Regions from separate parts of the Mus musculus genome. Here region 1 is linked to region 2. Evidence: chromatin contacts called from public Hi-C data. All regions are on one chromosome and are shown on one strand. The core of a region is the stretch at or near the end of the contact, and the rest is flanking DNA. Distances in the headings are between cores, read along the strand shown. Region 1 overlaps Slc38a11 (solute carrier family 38, member 11). Region 2 overlaps Grb14 (growth factor receptor bound protein 14).

Region 1 (2,700 bases), core at 35-2,534, 330 kb after region 2:
TTAGTGACCACATACAGCTGTTATAAGTACTACAGCATGGCAATTACCAATGCTAAAATCACTATGAAGATGTCACTTGCAAAAACAGAGAGACATTTACAAACCAAGGTTACCATGCAATCAGGAACCCTTAGGCCATTCAGCTTGGTATACTATGTAGTAATCGTGACTGGTAAATGGCAGTGTTTGAAACAGTTCTTATCAAGACTTTCAAGGTTGCTTTTAACTGTACTATCCTAGAGCAGGTAGAACACACACACGTATGTGTGTGTGTGTGTATATATATATATATGTGTGTATATATATATGTATATATGTGTGTATATGTGTGTGTATATGTACATTTATCTATGTGTGTATAATATATATATACATATTACTATATTGGTATCACATTAATCATTCAGTTTTTAAAAAATCTTTCTTATTTTCTGAGAAATGTATGTGTATAATCATGGTGATCTATGACAGGTATTCAGACCAAGGCATACCAAGAGTACCACAGTGACACAGAAAACTAAGCCAAGAAGAGCTGGACACTAAGAGACTACTAGAGGATCTGTGCAGATCAAAACTTGGGAGGCAGACAGAGAAGGGGCGGGGAGAATATCTGAGTTTGAGCATCAGTAGACACGAGTACTGGTTGCTACCCGCCAGCTGGGGCAAGTTACTTCTATTTCTGTGTAAGCAGGAAGTAGAACTAGTTATTCCACTTACATTCAAAGGGTTGTGGGAAGGTCAAGTGAGATCCTAGACCTGCAAAAGCTGCGGGATATGTGGATCATGGCATCTGGCTGCTGTCAGGCTACCCTGAGTACTAAACCCTTAATGATTGGATGAAAGCGTTAAAAGCAGTAAAACGGGGACCACGTAGTTACTGGGACCACGAGATACAAGAAAAGAGAAGTCACTTTGACGGCAGGGAGGGAAAGGGCTGGCTTTATAGGAAAGGTGATGTCTGCTGATTTAATCCAGAATGAGACAATTAAGCAGAAACATCCTACAGGCCTGGGCTTCAAGGGCAATGGGAAGATCACGCAGACTATTTGTCAATGGAAAAGCAGGACCCCAATCTCTGAGTGGCGTGGGAGATTAGAAAGGTCTGAGGACGAAAACAACAACAAAAATATTAGCACAGAAAAAGAAGAGTGGTAACAGTACAGTTATTCTTTCCTCAAGTGGGAGGCAGTTCAGTACAGCTGACTCAGAAAGGTTCAGAGAGACCAAAGGCGGAAAGGTTATCAGCTTCAACTTTGGGAGGCTATTAGTACCCGGGAAAGGAAAAGTACAGAGCAGAGGGGAGCCAGAGTTCACGTCTGGCAACAAGCAAACAAGTGCGCCTGGGAGCAGAGAGTACGGATCACAGAACTAAATCTGAGAGGTTAAGAAGAGAGAAATTGTGGAGCAGACGATAGACAGGCAGGAGGAGAAAGCGGAGAGTGTGGGTGGAAGAGGGCTGGGGTGGGGTAGTCCCCTGGAAAAACTTTTCCAGAAGCGGGCAGAACACGGATCGACTGGTACCAGTGCACTTGCACCAGGATGGGCTGTGGTTTAGTCTCTCATGTTACCTTGAGTGAAGCCAGTAAAAGTGAAGTACCCGCACGTTGCAAAGAGCACACAGATGAATACAGAAACCAAGATGGATGTGTGGATAATCCGGCGCCACTTCGCTACTGTGGGCTCTTCGAGAGAACCATAGACTAGGAAGCAGTTATGGTGGCAAATGAACGCTGGAACACAAAAGAAAACCTCATTACTCGGGAAACAGCAGGACTGTGTTTTCTACTTTGAAAAGGTGAGAGATGTATACTGCCTTAGAATATCTAATATCTCAAATGAACATATATTAATTTACAGCACTAAGTAAGCCAGAACGTAAGGCCTACATACAAGGAACTTCACAGAAGGCTTACCTAGTAACTTCATGTAACTCTCAACATAAACCAGACCTGTCCAACAACTCTCCCATTTTTTCCTCTTCCTATCTTCAGGAAAATTTGTACCTTGCTTTATTTGGCAGCTGGGACATAGTGGAGTTATAAATATCTAGCGAAATCCTAAATCCTTTCTGCCAAGACTTTATAGAAGTCTATGACATTTACTGGACTTCCAAGTTAGGAGACACACTAACCATTGGTGGAACTAACACAAGTTTGACAAAATCACACCGGGAAACAGGTCTCATGTGGAGGGGGTGGGGCTTATTAAAGAGAGGGGCGATAGAACATAAAGGAAGGAAGGAAAATGAAGTGGTTTGGGGTTGGGGAAAAAGTGGCTTTTTATTGGGGCCATGACACATGCGCAGGAGGACATGTGACAGGGGCAACAATGGGAATTGTTTTGCCTTTGAGCAGCCAGGGATGATATGACTTGTTGCCCAGTCCCTTGGGGATGGCCAGGAAGGTGCCTGATTGCTACCATTGTCATGGGGGTCCCTTTGGGCTGGCCAGGGATATGCTTGAGTGCTAACTACTGTCATGAATGTCCAGCATCGAAACACTGTTCTCCAATTAGAAGCAAAATTTAGTAACAAATGAGAAAGTTTAATAATGGACGAGCAAGGCTTGAGCTTGATTTTATATCAACAGGAACTAGATTGTGTACTGTTAATGGGGAATCTAAACGTAGAAGACCCTCTATACATGGACCAGAACCTCTTCACAGAGCAGATGTGTCATATTGACAAAGAGTTTTGAAACC
Region 2 (2,700 bases), core at 110-2,609:
GGGTATACCACTAAGGTGCTATGAGTGACTCTCACTTTACTGAGAGCCATTTTACTGTCAATGTAAACATAAGGCAAAAACAATGTTTCTAATGCAACAAAACCCAATAGCCTCAATACTAATGATACAGGTATTGATAAAATTAAAAAACAAAAATCTGGAGGAAGAACTTTGGTCAGAAAAGAAATGGGAAGAAAGAGATGGAGGTTAGGTACGGGCCCTTCATAGAACTGGAAGCAAAGAACTTTGCAAATGTCTCTACCAGAACTCCCCAACGTGAAAGAGAGACTAGTTGTACAGCCCTTAGCATCTCAGAGAAAGTAATATTACTAAGCTACTTAATTTGTGCTTGAAAATCCACGTTAACTGTTGTTTTCTCAAATACATCCCCAAATAAAAAATTTCTTCTTCATATTTTTAATTAAAATGAATTTAATAATCCAGGCCATGTGTAGTAAGTGCATGCCTTTAATTCCAGCATTTGGGAGGAAACAGCAAACAGATCTCTGTGAGTTCAGGCCAGCCAGGGCTATACAGTGATTTCTCATCTTCAAAACTCTGCATCATCACCAAAGACTTCTCCATGGTTACCATGCAGCTTTTTCTCATGTGACAACCCTCCCTCAAGTGTCTCACGTGAGCACACAGGGCCCTTCACAAGTCCTAATGAAGGATGTTCTCTCAAATTTTCTCAGACTGACAGAACATAAAACCCATACCAGTTGCTGGCACCATAAACATTTCTTTCTTTTAGTTTTCTTTAAACCATGCATTTCAGAGCTAAGGAGACAGCTCAGTTAGCTAAGTGCCTGAGCGGAAAGTTTCAGGACCTGAGTTTGACTCCAAGGAACCCACATAAAAAAAGCTGTAGCTAGCAGCAGCACACACCTCAAATCCAAGCATTGGAGACAGGAAGATTCCTGGGGCTCAATGGCCACCTAACCTGGTTTAATCAGAAAGCTCTAGGCTCCATAAGAGATCCTATCTCAAAAGCAGTAAGATAGGAAGGATTGAGGAAAACACCCAGAATCAACATCTGATCTCATATACAAATGCACACGCACTTACAAACCAATCTTCAAATGATCCTCCAAGATCACAGGACTTGGTGGCTAAGGTCATGTTGAAGGGATTTGGTGCCTCCTCTTCATCTTTCTCAATTAAATTGTCAGCACGTATTCTGCACTCCACACTCAATGTTGACCCAAATATCTTCCACTATTAAGTCATTTTTCTCTGAACCTTGCTCGTATCTTTCCCAAGTTGCAGACGTGGTTTTGTAAAAGGAGCCCTTATGCTTTGGGGACAAAGGCAGGTTCAGCCTAAATGAGGTCATCAAGTTCCCAGTGCCCTAAGAGTCCAAGCCAATGACCAACTGAGTGTTCCAGCTGATCTTAATTTCCTTGGCATAGCACAGTCAGAGTACTGTAATATAATGCAAAATGGCTCCAAAGAGAAACCAGACACTGACCAGAGTCTTGCCAAAACACAGTTAAATAATACCAAAGTGGCCCTTTCATCTGAATACTGAGCCTCTCATGCCCGTGTCACCCTCCCCAAGAATGAAAGTAATCTTCCACTGTGAATGTGGGCTGGCTGAAAAACCATACCAGACTCAGCCCCAAAGAGGAGATGAGCTTTTTAATTGGCACATGTGTGCTGGGAAGGATGAAAATGCTGACAAGGAGACCAGGAGACAAAGAACAGGACTCACTGGGAGCAAGGGTGATCCAAATTTAGAATATGCTTATAGTGCTAAAACAATACTCAAATGTTTATCCTGCCCAGGATCTCTTTCAACAACTTTCAATCGCAGAACCTTCCCTGAAAAAGAAGTAGCTTTAATGTTTCTAAGTTTCTTTGTAAATTAAATCGTTTATATTAGATTATCAGTAGGCTCTCAGGTAGACTCTCACTTGCATCAAGAAATCAACAATTCTGTTTCTTCCTCATTGCTTTATTCTTATTTATTATTTATTTATTAAGCCAAAATTTCTTGAGAGCCTGCTACAAACCAGACATATTTTTACCTTCTAGGAACTGAGTAAAGAAAATTTAACACAAGGGGTTAAAACCACACTGACCTTGTAAAATGGCTGACATTTTAGCCCCCACTTAGGGCAGTTCCCTACCACCTGTAATTCGAATTCCAAGGGATCCAATGTTTTCTTTTGTATTCCATGAGTAACCTGCCCTCCATACACACATACACATATAATTACAAATAAAGTAAACTTTAAAATATTACTACAAAAGAATCTCTGCCTTCACTGAGCTTCTGTTCTACTGAGTAAATGCAATGAGCAAACACATGTGAACAAAGAGAACTGGGTGATAATATGTACTAGGGAGAAAGATTAAGCTCAGTAAACACAACAGTTTGGATCTTGAATGTCTCCCAAAGGCTGGTGGATTAAAATCTTGGTCCCCAACACATGACATCATTGAAAAGTGGCAGCAGAAACCTTGAGAGGTGAGAACTGGGAGGAGGGAACGAGCTGAGGACTTTGAAGTGGATACTAGCATAGGAGCCTTTCACCTTTCTGTGCAACTTCATGTCAACCTAGAGGTGGATGGCACGGCTCCATCATGCACTCCCCGCTGTGATGTGCTGACTCCCACAGACACAAGGACATGATGTCAAAAGAAACCTTCCTAACTGTAACCCAAAGCCTTTTTAATTCTTAAGTTAATTATCAG

The links. A called contact is a pair of places that touch in the nucleus more often than the background predicts.
Region 1: a Hi-C map of liver shows a contact between it and region 2, with 2.6 times the contacts expected there. The contact joins two enhancer-like sites. A contact is called at or near these places in 10 of 484 Hi-C or Micro-C datasets (adipose-derived mesenchymal stem cells, cerebellum, cerebral cortex and 6 more), 4 of 115 datasets of contacts at active chromatin or transcription factors (acute myeloid leukemia, embryonic stem cells, hepatocytes and 1 more) and 1 of 9 other capture datasets (embryonic stem cells).

What each region holds. Positions count from the first base shown.
Region 1 is chr2:65,333,022-65,335,721 of GRCm38.p6, forward strand. Slc38a11 (solute carrier family 38, member 11) reads right to left here. Exons shown (of 12, transcript NM_177074.2): 9 at 1,569-1,730. Among named protein-coding and RNA genes, the nearest start is that of Slc38a11, 30 kb to the right of the region's middle. Within about 2 kb of position 1,285, at least 21 of the 459 cell types and tissues checked have an H3K27ac peak or open chromatin away from gene starts, as enhancers often do. A contact at or near this core is called in hepatocytes and liver, where this site is marked.
Region 2 is chr2:65,006,147-65,008,846 of GRCm38.p6, forward strand. All of the region lies in intron 2 of Grb14 (growth factor receptor bound protein 14), which reads right to left. Among named protein-coding and RNA genes, the nearest start is that of Grb14, 15 kb to the right of the region's middle. Within about 2 kb of position 1,360, at least 30 of the 459 cell types and tissues checked have an H3K27ac peak or open chromatin away from gene starts, as enhancers often do. A contact at or near this core is called in hepatocytes and liver, where this site is marked.